Linked DNA regions of Lactuca sativa: region 2 is linked to region 1. Evidence: chromatin contacts called from public Hi-C data. All regions are on one chromosome and are shown on one strand. The core of a region is the stretch at or near the end of the contact, and the rest is flanking DNA. Distances in the headings are between cores, read along the strand shown.

The links. Hi-C and Micro-C count contacts between places; a contact is called where the count stands out from the background.
Region 2: a Hi-C map of seed shows a contact between it and region 1, with 7 times the contacts expected there. The contact joins the promoter of LOC111919641 here to the promoter of LOC111919640 in region 1. A contact is called at or near these places in 3 of 4 Hi-C or Micro-C datasets (bud, leaf and seed).

Annotation. Positions count from the first base shown.
Region 1 is chr8:15,691,320-15,699,245 of Lsat_Salinas_v11, reverse strand. LOC111919640 reads left to right here and starts at 4,835. Exons shown (of 8, transcript XM_023915199.3): 1 at 4,835-5,567; 2 at 5,673-5,820; 3 at 5,906-6,056; 4 at 6,154-6,279; 5 at 6,349-6,429; 6 at 6,522-6,714; 7 at 6,801-7,071; 8 at 7,521-7,926. The coding sequence starts at 5,370. The coding sequence ends at 7,807.
Region 2 is chr8:15,896,629-15,904,554 of Lsat_Salinas_v11, reverse strand. It overlaps LOC111919641 (cytochrome P450 714A1), which reads right to left and starts at 3,628. Exons shown (of 5, transcript XM_023915202.3): 1 at 3,269-3,628. The coding sequence starts at 3,578.

The sequences.
Region 1 (7,926 bases), core at 3,586-6,085:
CACACAACCACTCCCTTTTCTGCGTTTCCCTTTAGCTTCTCCGTCGTCAAGACCTCCACTTTTCTCACCCCAAAAGTTGGAACCGTCTTATGTCGATAACTGTAACAGGTGTGGCTTTTAGTTTGGAACCTATATATAGAGATCAAGATATCTCAAATGGGTAGTTTGATATCGTGGTGTTTAAATGATTTTCAAGAACCCTAAGATCTGAAAAGGAACCCTATAATCAGTGAATTTCATATTTGATTTTTGATCTTCATCTTCCCCATTTCCAACCACAAAACTCGCTAGGCCTCACAAAGGTCAGTAAGCAAACTTCATTTCTTTTCGACAATGATCGGTGGTTGTACTTTTATCTTTTTTTATACTATTAAAATCATATTAGTTAATTTTTACATTTTTCTTTTGATTTTTGGTTGTAGGTTATGAAAACACTAGGTTTTTGTTGCTTAATGTTCTCTGTAACATTGATATCGGTCAAGGTGGGTTCAAAATGAATCCCGATTTCTTTCATTGTCAACAGAGCATGTATTTTTTCCCTCCACTTGTTCTTCCCTCCCTTTTTTTGCTATTTTCCCATACCACAACACACATCTCTTATTTTCCTCTTTCTCCACAATCGCTTTTCTTCAAATTATCTCCCTTACGAATTGTTCCATCTTCCCTCCCGTTAGTGGTAGACCAAGAACAATAGGCTTTCAGTACTCTCATTGCATGTCTTTCCCCATGTTTCATAACACCCCTGTTTTTTTGAAGATCTTGAGATAGATGCACAAGTACCATAATCTTATTATATTAACTAGCATGCATTTTGATATATTATATTTTGATTAATGGTGATCCATCACACCCTTTTAGATAAAGTTTGGTGTACATGTTTTTAATTTTGGATATAGGTTGGGAGTTGGGACCATCTACTGAAAGTGTGATGATTTTGGGTGTACCCTAAAGGTAGTCGATGAAATGTGGTTACATGATAGTAGTTGTATAAGTAAATTTATGTCAATTAATGTTGTCATATCTACCTGAAAAGATGAGTCATTTGCACCCTTCAGTTCTAGTTAAGCACCAAGTTCATGATTATTTTGTATACATGTGTTTGCATATGGTTTGGAAATTATCCTGTCTTGCATTCAAGAGGTTACAACTTCACGTTTTATTGGCGATTTTTGCCAACATAATAACATGCAATTCTGTATTGGAATCAAATCTGATCGCGTTTGGTTTGGGGAAGATGTATATAATTTGTGTTTATAAGATTAGAGAAAATCAATTTGTTAAAATCTTTGCTGAGTATGAGAAGGGAAGAAATAGACAAGAAGATTTAAGAAAATACATGGTTTAGAAATGGAACTAATTGATGGTTTTTGTTTGGAATATGTCTTATATTGTTAATTTAGAAATATCATAATATAATTATTTGTCAGAATGTGTAATTTCGGTGGATTATGGGTAAATTTTTATATTAATCCATCACATTCATAAGTTTTTGCAAAAAGAGATGATATATAAAACTTGACTGTTCATTTTTATTGTGATATTTACAATCATAGCATAAAATATTTGGATAATAATAATTAAAAAAAGAATAAACTCATGTGCATAAATTGAGATTTGAATTGTCATTTCTGGTAATAAGTGAAAACTCATAACCACATACACATGATTATATTTTTGAGTTTATAAAGAGTTTTTCAAAAAACTGCAAGATTTATAAAGACGTAAATGCGTTTTTCAATAAAAATAAACTTAAAATCTGTTTAGATTACTTTATCTTTTATGGATTTACCGTTTGTGGTAATTATTTCATTTTGTTTTATATGAAATTTTAAGATATTAAATAAGTTTATACTTTATGTAATATGCTAACAGGAAGCGTGCTCAATAACAATGCAACGGAAATGGTTACATAACTTGTGAGATACGCCGTTAGATATGCTTTTGTTATCAAGTATATATAAAATCCTCATCGTTTTATAAGTTTTTATAATGACCGAAATATGCATTATTTCAAGTACCAATAACTTTAAAAAGTTTAGTTTTTTACTTCATGATACATTACAAACTTGGTTATGCTGCCCCTCCTCAACAACCTTACTTGGAAGAGACAACTATAGATGTTGAGTAATCTATTTTTCCTTATTTTTCTGTATTTTTTTTAAATTTTTTTCATTAGTATAAAGTACAAATATTTGTTGAAACGTTTTCTTTCTTCCTATGGGTATTTTTGATATGGGTCCTTGACTTTGAATGAGCATAATGCAACCAAATAGCAACAAACTTTTATTTATTTGTTTATTGTAGAGACTTACTTTAATTTCTTTCTATTACCACATTGTACTTATTTTCTTTTCTTATTAACAAATCGTACTTTGAGAACCCAATTACAACATTGTACTTTTATTTATTTAATTTGGACATTGTACTTTGAAATTCTATTAAAATATAGCAGTGAATGTATTGATTTTTAAATACAATGCTTTTATAGGAAAAAATAAAAGTATGATGCTATAATAAGCAATGAAATGCAAGCATTTTGCTATTTTCTACATTTAACCCTTAGCAAAATCATGTGCATCTTGAAAATATGTTTTCTTGTGATGTTACGAGTAGTTTTTTCCAATGTAGAGTCATTTCATTACAATTAAAACAATAGATGATGAAGGCATACCTATGTACCTGAGATAATCTATTTTAAACCAACTTTAGAAAGGGTATTTCAGGTATAATCCCAATGGCCATTAGGCGAACATTTATGTGTTCCACTTTATATGTTATTTTCATATCAAAGCAACGCCACTAAAGAAATTTACTTTGTTCCATTTTCTTGAGTGTTAAATTTGATATTTTATTTGTTGAAGTAACATGTTGGTCCATTATTTTTTTTTACCATATGAGGCATCCAGGAGCACATCTCCCCATTTGTACTTCATCAAGAGAGCTTCCAATAATATCATTGTTCCTTTATTTTTATCAAAATAATCAAGTATGAAAAACTATCAATGAAAGTTCATTGCTATTTGTTGCATTTAACATGTATTGTGTTTGTTTGAGACTTTGAGTATGGTTTATCAGGATAATCTTATGGTTTTTCCAGGAAAAATAAAAAATACCATTCATGGGTCGTGCTTAGCACGAGCCTCAAAATTTTCTAGTATATATATATATATATATATATATATATATATATATATATATATATATATATATATATATAGGAATGAGTTCTATGGAAAACAAATAACCAGGGCAACATCTACTGGAACCAATAATCAAATGACACGTGTCCATTTTTTTCTTCACAAGTAATGTATTGTGGAAGTTATTGTGAAAGTGATGTGTTGTCATGTTTTCATTGGTTCAAATATGTGTTACCCTAATCATTCATTTTCCATATAACTCTTCCCTATATATATATATATATATATATATATATATATATATATATATATATATATATATATATATATATTAGGTTTAAACAATTAAAAGTAAAAATATAATGTAGTTTATAATTTTAACTTTTATATATATATATATATATATATATATATATATATATATATATATATATATATTAGGTTTAAACAATTAAAAGTAAAAATATAATGTAGTTTATAATTTTAACTCATTTATATGTCTAAATTCTTCGGTTTTGTTTTACAAAAGGGAAAATGACTTATTAAGGTAACTAACTATTTCAATTGTCCATATATAGGTAATGTTCTTTTTTTTGTACACATTAAGGTAACTAACTTGTTTTGTTTGTTCACATTTAGGTAATATGACCGGCTATCACCTGTTTTTGCTTATGTGGCATCCACCTGGCATATGACTTGAATACGTTGCACCTACGTGGCATGGTGCATATATGGGAAAATGACTTATTAAGGTAACTAACTATTTCAGTTGTCCATATATAGGTAATGTTCTTTTTTTTGTACACATTAAGGTAACTAACTTGTTTTGTTTGTTCACATTTAGGTAATATGACTGACTATCACATGTTTTTGCTTATGTGGCATCCACCTGGCATATGACTTGAATACGTTGCACCTACGTGGCATGGTGCATATATTGTCTTCATTCGATTACACTATAACCGTGTCATACGATTCCACCCCTAATTCTAAACCCTAGATCGGTCGATGATGGCTTCTTCTTCCTCATCTTATTCTTCAAAATGACAAGATGAATTTCAAGCTGATCATCGATTGCGGTTTACCATCTCGTGTGAAGATTTCAAGAACTCCTGGAACATATTCAACAATATTGATTTACCATCGAGTTTTGACAAACTCTAAATTTTCTTCCATGGTTGTCAGGAGTTCTTGAAATCTTCACACGAGATGGTAAGCCGCAATCACATGGATGATCAACTTGAAATTCATCTTGTTGTTTTGAAGAATAAGATGAGGAAGAAGAAACAAAACAGGTCATATGTCAGGTGGATGCCACGTAGGTGTAACGTATTCATGTCATATGCCAGGTGGATACCATATAAGCTAAAACATGTGATAGTCGGTCATATTACCTAAATGTGAACAAACAAAACAAGTTAGTTACCTTAATGTGTATAAAAAAAAGAACATTACCTATATATGGACAATTGAAATAGTTAGTTACCTTAATAAGTCATTTTCCCATATATGCACCATGCCACGTAGGTGCAACGTAATGCCAGGTGGATGCCACATAAGCAAAAACAGGTGATAGCCGGTCATATTACCTAAATGTGAACAAACAAAACAAGTTAGTTACCTTAATGTGTAAAAAAAAAGAACATTACCTATATATGGACAATTGAAATAGTTAAGTCATTTTCCCTTTACAAAATTTTATGATCGCTTTTGTAAGCATTTGAAATTGAAATGGCAGAGGTGTTGTCGAAAATCCCCGTTTCAAAATTTCGATATGGAATTCAATTCGGATGCCATACTTTTATAGAATCCTATGAAGTTCTGTAATTTTAAATATATTGTCGTTGAGTTCAAACCCCACCACCATTTCCAATCTGCTTCGATTCTTCCCCTTTTCATATCTCTGGAGGGAGAAACAGAAAATTTGGCTATATACACATAATCAGTTTTTCAATTATAATTTTACTTTCTGTTTGGTGTTTTCGTGGGCAATTTAATTGCTCAGGACCACGAGCAATCCAAAATCCCTGATAATTTCTACTCGGGGTCCTGGGATTTAGGGTTTATTTTTCTATTTCAAAATCTTGGATTTTGATTGTAATTATATCTTGATTGTCGGTGTTCCCTAATACAGACCGTCAAATACATATACACAAGTAATTTGGGTTTTAATTTGCGTGGTTGTACGGTAGAGGTGAAAGAAAGGGTGTCGCTTTAGAGTTTAGAGTGATGGACGGAAGGAGAATCACGGCGAGTCCAAGGCCGTGTAATGGTCGGCGGGTGGTTGCTAAGAAACGTCCCCGTGGTGGTGTTGATGGGTTTGTGAATAGCGTTAAGAAGCTTCAGAGAAGAGAGATTTGCTCGAAGCGGGATCGTGCTTTTAGGATGTGCGATGCTCAAGAGAGGTTCAGAAACATTCGATTGCAGGTTCTTAACTCATACGCGTTTTCTATTTCGCACTTTCATTCTTAAGTTATCTGCTTAAAGTTAGGTTTTCTTTTGGTATCGTATCAATTATCATATCGTTTCTAGGAGGAGTATGATACTCATGATCCAAAGGGACACTGCTCTATGGTATTACCGTTTCTGAAAAAGCGTTCAAAAATCATTGAGATTGTTGCTGCTCGTGATATAGTCTTTGCTCTTGCACAATCTGGAGTCTGTGCTGCGTTCAGTCGAGGTATAAATATAATTTGGAAGTTCTATAATACTCAATCTTGAAGAGTGAAGACTAATACCACATTATTATTATATATTTGATTCAGAGACTAACCAGAGAATATGCTTTCTAAACGTCAGTCCTGATGAAGTTATAAGAAGCTTGTTTTACAATAAGAACAATGATTCACTCATTACAGTATCAGTCTATGCTTCAGACAGCTTTAGCTCCTTGAAATGCAGAACAACAAGAATCGAGTATGTTAAATGAAATCTCACTGTTCTTATGCTTTGTACTTTGTAGTATGTGTGAAATTTATTATTTATATAAAAAAAATTATAAAATTGGTGGCAGATATATACGACGAGGTCAACCTGATGCTGGTTTTGGTCTTTTTGAATCTGAATCTTTGAAATGGCCTGGTTTTGTGGAATTTGATGATGTGAATGGAAAGGTGTTGACATTTTCAGCACAAGATAGGTAAGTTTTGGAGATTTTGATCCAAGTGTTCTTGCATAATCTGATTTATATTAATTTCTTTTTTTCCAGCATTTACAAGGTGTTTGATTTGAAAAACTACACGATGTTATACTCCATTTCGGATAAAAATGTACAAGAAATCAAAATAAGGTAAGGTTATTCTTATTCCTATATTTACCCAATTATAAAATTTATGTGTATGCGTTAATGATATTTCTTTTTTCCATTTAAAAAAAAAACAGTCCTGGAATTATGTTGTTGATATATAATAAAGCCAGTGGTCATGTCCCACTCAAGATTCTCTCAATTGAAGATGGAACTGTTTTAAAATGTTTCAATCATCTTCTTCACCGAAACAAGAAGGTGGATTTCATTGAACAGTTCAATGAGAAGCTTCTTGTGAAGCAAGAAAATGAGAATCTACAGATTCTTGATGTAAGAAACTTTTTCATTGCAGTTTCTTGCATTTATGTTAAAAGTACACTGAAAGTCTAAAACTTTATTTTCTTTTTTTCTTTTAGGTACGCAATTCTGATTTAACGGAAGTTAGCAGGACAGAATTTATGACTCCATCAGCATTCATATTTCTATATGAAAATCAATTATTTTTAACTTTTAGAAACCGAACAGTTGCTGTATGGAATTTTCGTGGGGAACTTGTGACATCATTTGAAGATCATTTATTATGGCATCCAGATTGCAACACTAACAACATATACATCACAAGTGATCAAGATCTTATCATTTCATATTGTAAAACCGAGTCTGATGATCCTTTAACAGAAGGAAATGGTAAATTACAAAAAAAGCCCTTCTTATCTACTTACTTAATCTGGACAGCTATACATGTTTGTTTCCTTTTGGCATAATCTTGAAAGAATGACTTAATGGGTTATGCTAGAAACTTGGTTTAATGTATGCAGACATTGACCATTTATCTATTTACCCTTTTATTTCCTCCAAACTCCTCTCACTTTAAAATTGATGGAACATTGTGAAAAGTTGTTGAAATGTAAGGGTAAAATGGTCATTTAGTCACATTCGGACTTTTGATTTGGTCAAGAAAAGAAACAGATTGTAGACAACACTTTATCCAGACATTCATCATTAAACAACCACTTAGCGAATTAAACATTTTTTTTTGTTTGTAGTGATTAAACTGATAATACTTTATGAACAAGGGCAAAACAGTAATTTAATCACAAGTTTTTACTGACGATTCTGGTCTGGTAATGCAGCAGGTTCGATAAATATCAGCAACATTTTGACGGGGAAATGTCTTGCGAAGGTGAAGGCAAAGAATGGTGTTCCTTTGGATGAGTGTAGTTGCAGTGGCAATAATGTAATTTCTAATGGAGGTAGTGGCAGAAGTTGTAAATGTACTTCAAGGAAGAGAATTAGGGCTTCAAGGATTATGAGTTCTGTTGCAGAAGCTCTTGAGGACATTACTGCCCTTTTCTATGACGAAGAAAGGAATGAGATTTATACAGGAAATAGACTTGGGTTAGTTCATGTATGGTCTAACTGAAAAGGGTAAGGTCGTAATTTGGTAAATTGTTAAAACAAGTGTGTAAAATGAATGGTATGTGTGTTTTAGAACTCAACTGTATTATCTCTGATTATTTGTACTTGAAATTGTAATTTTGT
Region 2 (7,926 bases), core at 2,379-4,878, 210 kb before region 1:
TTTTATCTTTTTTTTTTGGGTAAAAAATAAAATGAAATTCACTTCCAAATCGGAACAACGCACCCCCTTGTAATGAGTTGAATGGATTTTTGTGATGTGATCCAGTCAGCATATATATATATATATATATATATATATATATATATATATATATATATATATATATATATATATATATATATATATATATATATATATATATATATATATATTAGTTTATAACACGTGGAAACCACGGTTACAAAATTAATTAAATATTCATAGTAAAAAATTCAAAATTATTAATCAATTATTTTATATAAAATTTTAAATACATTATTAATTAAGAGATTTTTTTATTAGTTATGTAAAATTATAATTATTAATTCAAATAAATATGTGGAATTAATTTATCATATATATTAGACTCTTTTTATTTGTGGACTAATAAAAACAATAATATAAAATTTAAAATTTAAAATTTAAAATAAAGAATAAATAGATTGACAAATAATATCACATTGATTAGGAGGTTTAATGAATTTAAAATAGAGAATTAATAGAATGACAAGTGACATCATATTAACTAGGAGTTCTAATATTATGACACTTGGCAAAAAGACTACTATTTTATTAGTATATATATATATATATATATATATATATATATATATATATATATATATATATAGGGAAAAGTGAATATATGGCTGTCATGTATATAATATTAGGTATAGAACCATCAAAATTGAATTCATTTTGATTAAAAAACATAATTTTTTTTCTTTGTTAGCTTCTTCTTATTACTTTTAAGCTCATATTATTCCTGATTTCATAATTTATCTCCAACATCTATGTATTTTGAATGAGTTGTTTTTATTAGACCTCTAGTAGGCTTTATCGCTTTCTTTGACACCTACCATATATATACTTGCATGATCCTTTTTGATGTGTTATGAGAAGAAGTTTATTGGGTTTTTAATGAACAATTTTAATTTTTCACTATAATTTTCTATATTAAATTTGAATATGAAGATTTATAGGTAATTGATAATGTATTTTTATACATGGTTTGTGGTGTAAAATAAAATATTTAAACCTCCATAAAAATATGTACAGAGTCTATCATCTACCCTAATCGTGAATATAAGAAAGATGGTAAAGAGATTTGATTGCATTTTGTTAAAACTATGTAGTTATTGATGGTTCTATACCTAATATTAGGTACATAACAGCCACATATTCCCTAAGCCCATATATATATATATATATATATATATATATATATATATATATATATATATATATATATATATATATATATATATATATATATATATATATATATATATATATATATATTAACTCCAAAACCTCTGTTAACCGACTAACGAATTCTTTCACTTTATACATACATATTTGCATCCCATTCCATGGATAGAAATCGTAGAATGTGCAATTTTTGTCTTAAAAGGACAAAAAAATGAAAACAACGACATCTCATATCAACAACACTACTAATGATTCCATCCAGCTCATAATATCAAAATTTATGGGTACGTATTTGAATTCAAAGAACCTCTCATTCTCAAGCATTATCGCTGCTTAGTGGACTTGTACCTAACCCTAGCTGTGCTCACTTGTACCTTGGAAACTACAATAGTAACATTAAATCTATTAAATTCATCCTTCTTAAAACAAGATAGCGACAATGCAGTGGGCTCTTATGTATATAATTGTTTAATCTACAAACGTTTTTTTTTTTTTGTATAAATAAATGTAAATATATATTATGACAGCTATTAATATTTATAACACTTAATTATTACTTACACAAGATGTTTCTAGACCCACTTGATTTTTATTTAAATTTGAATAAGAATCAGAAAGGACGTTGGGGGAACATTGACACATCGGTTTCATGAAAAAGATAAATACAACGGGTACCAATCTAGTATTATCTTTTCTTAGAAAAAAGAAAACGAAGTTGGTGATGAAATATATGTTCTATTAAATATTTGTTCGTATATGATATTTAGATGAATTATAAAAGATAACGTTGTGTTATTCTATCTACCTATGAAAGGTTATTTGACATTCAAATAAAAAAAATGTCGTCTTAGTTCTTTCAAAGAAATTATATTATCACTAGTTGTGCGAAATTTGATCAATTGCTTATTTATTTATTTATTTACCAAGCTTTTTGAACAAAAATTAAAGACGGTGTGTTGACTTAACGTCTCTATCTTATCCTATGCTAAAGTGTGATTTTTAAATAATAAATAATTAATCATTGTATCTTAAAGAATTGGAAATTGCAAAGATTTGCAAAGATATAACCAATCAGATCAGAATAGAGAATATATTGGTATTTCTTTATTTAAATAATAAAAATAATTTATATGTATATAGTGACATGCATATTGTGACTACACGCGTCATATGTCCCACGCGAACAATCTTCATAGACAAGATAGTTTTCAAGTTTATCATGCATTCCTCTTTATAATGTTTGTAATTTACTTTTTTGAATATTATGATTTTTTATGTTTTAAAAATTGTTGTTTTGTGTTTCTTAAAAGTCGTTATAGATTTAAAACTTTAATTTATATATTATACCTTTTTATCAAATTTTTTAATTTTCTCCAAAAGATTGACGTACAAGTTATTGACTTATTGTCAAGCTTTTATTATATCGTATGATATGATATTCACTATAAAAAACTATAAAAAAAATTGCTTTGCATTAACAATTTCAAGCTTATTAAGTAGACTCTTTGACATTTATGCTCTATTTACCTTTTTTCCAACAATCTTCGTTTAATATCTTGATCATAATAATTATATCGTCAAAAAGTATGCATGGGTTGTTATCTTCGTAAAAAAATATGGCAATAATTATTGCTTTCATCTCTTTTTATTTAATAAACTTAATATTTATGGAAACCGTATTTAAAAAAAGAACAGGCAATCCGTACAAATGTATTTATATAAAAGTAAAATTATAATTATTTAAATATAGCATTGACAATATTAAAATAACTATAAACAAGATAAAAGACCCACAAAGATTCGGTTCCAACTTTTCCCAAATTGCCAATGAGAATTAGGATGATCAACAATTGTAACCATCATATCGTTTTTATTTTTTAGATTAAAAAAACCATTATAATTGCATACATCCAAAGAAAACATCATAATCCAAAAAACTAGAACAATTGTATCCCAAATTTTGCAAATATTCAAGTTTATAAAGAATTAAAATAAGTGGTGATAAGGCATAACATACCGTATTGCTTCCTCCATTGTTCAAAGTATGGGAAGAGAGTAGACGTATAATCATCACCTACAAAATCTCCATCGCTTGACTTTGAAGCTTTCATGGCGATTGCAGCCGCTTGAATCTTCTGCATCTCACCCACATTCCCATATGGAAAAGACGGTTTTGGCCCTCTGATTCCTTGCTTTTCGAGCTTTCTTCTTAGTCTTTGCGGTTTCATCCATATAATATTCAAGAAGTAGAAGGTTATAATGGTAATTACAGGTAACCCCACATGAATAAGAAGATTAAGAACCAACGAAGAAGAAAGCGTTTTCATTTTTATTTGATGGGAGCCACTGCGTGTTCACTTCACGAGATGAAGGGACTACTTATAATAGAACAGCCTGCATTGTGGAAATGGAATTTTCTAGTTCGTAAATATGTACAAGTGTTTATGAATGATGTACAAGTAGATGATTCGTGCGTGGTCTGTGAATTGTGAGTTTAGGGTGTGGAGAAAGGGATGGTTTTATAATACTTGAACAGTGAGACTCTTCTTGTGGGTCATTATGTGTCTTTTACTTTGATACCCCTTGTACTTTTGTTAGTTTAAACTTTGGTTCCTCTAGTTTAAATATATTGCATCGAGGTCCCCATTAGATATACTAGAATTCTTTTTTGTTTAGAGTAAATTACACGAATGGTCCCTATGGTTTGGGTTAATTTACATGTTTGGTCTCTAACTTATTTTTTTAACTTGGAAGGTCCCTACTGTTTTTTTTTTGTTACGTGTTTGGTTTCTGTCTTATCTAAAAAGACTATTTTTCCCTTGATTTTTTAATTTATTTAAATAAACACACCCCCAACTCCACTCTCTCACCTTACCTTACCTACCTCATTATTTTTCTCTATTTAAATAATAGTCTCTTTAGATAAGACATGGACCAAGCGTGTAACAAAAACAAACAGTAGGGACCAAGCGCGTAAGAAAAAGAAACAGTAGAGGCCTTCCGAGTTAAAAAAATAAGTTAGTGACCAAACACGTATATTACCCCAAATCATAGGGACCATTCGTGTAATTTACTCTTTTGTTTATAGAAACTTTTTTCAGCTTCTTGTATGGGGATCGAAGGTATTAATGTTTTATGAGGTTGTCAAGGAAGCCATAAAAGGTTTTCTATAACAGTGTTATGATGTTTGCAAATGTTTCTCTTTTTTGAAAGAACAGTCTCCTTTAATAAGGATGTCTTATTGTTTCACAATTAATCTCACGTATAAATATAAAATTATACATCATATATCATGTCCTTGAAATCACCACAAATAAATCTGAAGTCACCACAAACAAAGCTTGATGGCTACAAGAACAAAGGGCAATAACCACATTTGAACTTAGATAGATGAGATATCATATCCCCCAAAATGTTTATATTGCCAAAAGTTGTTGGTAGGACGAATTAATTTGATGACAATTTATTAATAATAAAATAAATTGTAGTTAGTTTAGATTGCTGGGTGTAAAATAAACAATGACGTTTTCTATTTTTTATTGTATATATTTTACTAAATATAGAAATTCAAAACTATGTTTCCTAGCATTTAACACTTAACTTGCCAACTGTCATAAATCGTCATTGTTACTTGGGCTATTTTTGACTTTTAAGTAAAATTAAAGGAATATAATATGAGTTGAGAGTTGGTTGGGCGTCTTTAAGCCAAGTACCCAACATCAAAATTCATTTTCTACATCATTTTAGTCTCGAATCTATTCCAACCGTAAAAATAATATAATATCAAATTTAGTATTATATTACAATAAAATTACATAAAACTTTTCTTCAACATTTTTAATAGGGTTTTGTATCGGACGATTTGATTCGGGTATTGTTCAAAATCAAACCATAACCATTACAATTTTTTTTTGAATAGCGGAAATTTATTAAAAAAAACTAGCAAGAAGCTAGAAAAAAAAACATTACAACAAATTACAAGTAAAGGCATGATCATGAAACCACGAAGTCCAACCTATATTAGTTTTGTTACACCTATTGGAAACAAAAAAAAAAAAATTGACCACATCATAAAAAATGACCGATTTCTTAGGCAACACCGTTCCAAAGATAATGGAATTACGGAAATTCCAAATACACCATAAAGCAGTCATTGATCATTGCGTCGAAAACTTTCCGTTGGCAACTTCTCTGATCGAATAAATTCGATCAAACAAAATCGAATCCATGGATAGATGTTGAGGAAGCTGAACACCCCACCAAATGGCAACTCGAGTCCAAAGATTAATCAACTCACTACATCCTACAAACAGATGATCAGTGGACTCAACTATAGTGGAACAAACTGGACATAAGATCGAATCCAACAAAATACCCCTATGAGAAAGATTTGCTCGAGTAGGAAGCCCATTTAATCTTAATCTCCAAATAAAAATATTCAACTTAATTGGAACCCAATTATTCCAATAAGTGAGGCCACCACCTATAGGCAACATACCATTATCAATATAAGACCTAGTTGAAGAAACTATAGAATGATCTGACGTATCCAAGAACCATCCCAATCGATCCGAACTGGAATGAAGATGTAACCCCTACATCATAGTCAAAAAAGCCTCCCAATGGGATTGCTCAATACCACCCCGAGGCACTCTCCAAAGAGACCTTGTATCCCAGCCCATCACCACCCTGTCACGAACTAAAGCGTATTTATGAGTATCCAATGCAAAGATCCTATAAAAAACCTCTGCAAGAGACCGATCCCCTTTCCAAGTATCCTGCCAAAAAGAAGTGTTGCTACCATCTCCAATCCAAATCGGACATAGAGAAAGCAAATCCAAACCACGATCTCGCAGGTGAGACATCATATGAATAACACCATTCCAAGGACCCATCCAACCTTTTTTAGGGAGTGAAGAATCACAACCTCCATCAGAACCATAGATAGCTTTGACTAAATGAACCCATATTAGATCAGGGTTGTGAAAAAAGCACCACCTCTACCTAAAAAGCATAGCCCTATTAAAAGAGAAAAGACTATCAACTCCAAGGCCGCCTTCTTTTCTACCAACCAACACTCTATCCCACTGGGCCCAATGCATACACCTGTCATTAGGGATGACAATGGGTATGGGTATACCGGGTTTCGTGTTCCCCATCCCCATACCCGAATCCCGATCCCATCCCCATCGGGGATTAGAAATCTATCCCCATCCCCATCCCCAATGGGTAATCGGGGATTTTTACCCATTACAAATTTTTGAACTTTTATGAAAAATAACTCACAATTATATATTAACCAACAAAACAAAAACTAGCAGAACTAATATAAAACACTATAATCACTGAATGTCTTCAAACACGAATAATAACATTCAAGGTTATAAATTAAATCATTTTTTTTGCAAAAAAGACATTAAAAGTCTTCCCAAAACTATACGTTTGATTATTAAAAAACCTTACTTTGTCTACTGAACATTTGCTTATGCATTATTAAAAATAAAAACATAAGTAACTATATATATCGGGTACCCATCGGGGCCGGTTTCGGGTACGGGTATGGGTACCCGACATGTAGAACCATCCCCATCCCCGCCTTTTGTATTCGGGTAATACCCATCCCCATCCCCGTCCCCGGTCAACTCGGGGATTTACCCGGTCAACTCGGGTTAGGGTTTCGGGTACCCATCGGGTATGGGTTTTTTTGCCATCTCTACCTGTCATCCAACTCTGCACCCCAAAAGAATCTAGAAGGGAGTGTCTCCAAAGACTTAAGAACCGAAAGGGGAACCATGAAGATGGGCATCAAATAACTTCCCAAGCTCCCAATAACATACTTGATCAAAGTCAAACGACCGCCAAAGGAGAGACTTTTCACCTTCCACTCCGATAACTTGGAACGAAAACAACCAACAATAGTGGACTAAGCCGAGACCCTGGACATACATTGACCTACTGCCACACCCAACTGAACAAAAGGAAGGCAATCCGGGGCATAACCTAATTTGCAGGCTACCAACTCCACCTAATGATTAGAGACACCAACCCCAATCAACTTGCTTTTTTGCATATTAATTTTAAGCCCAATAGCTAGGTAAAAACAATGCAAGATACGAAGAACTAAATTAGCATTCTTGGGATCCTTAGGAGAAACCAAAACAACATCATCTGCATAAAAGAGATGTGAGATATCAATCCCACAAATAGAAACGCCCCCTAAAACATTTTGGAGATGGGCTTTTTGTAAAGCTACATGTCAGCCCTGCACTGCTAAGATAAAGAGAAAAGGAGACAAAGTATCTCCTTGTCTCAAACCTCTCTGAATCTGAAATTCTCTAGTAGGTGAACCATTCACTAAAACCGAAGCCCTAGCCAAACTAAGAAGCTCCAAAATCCAAGAACACCAAATGGACCCAAAACCCATAATTTGCATTATCTCCAAAATATAATCCTAAGACACCGAGTCAAAAGCCTTTTCAAAATCCACTTTAAAAATTATCAGAGGATTTTTCGAAAACTTGATCCAAGCCACCACCTCATTAAGAAGAAACAGACCATCCAAAATTTGTCTACCTTTAACGAAGGCAGACTGCTCCAAACTCACCATAGAACCAATAACCTCTGCTAACATATTAGCTAAGAGCTTACCAATAATTTTATAATGGAAACCAATTA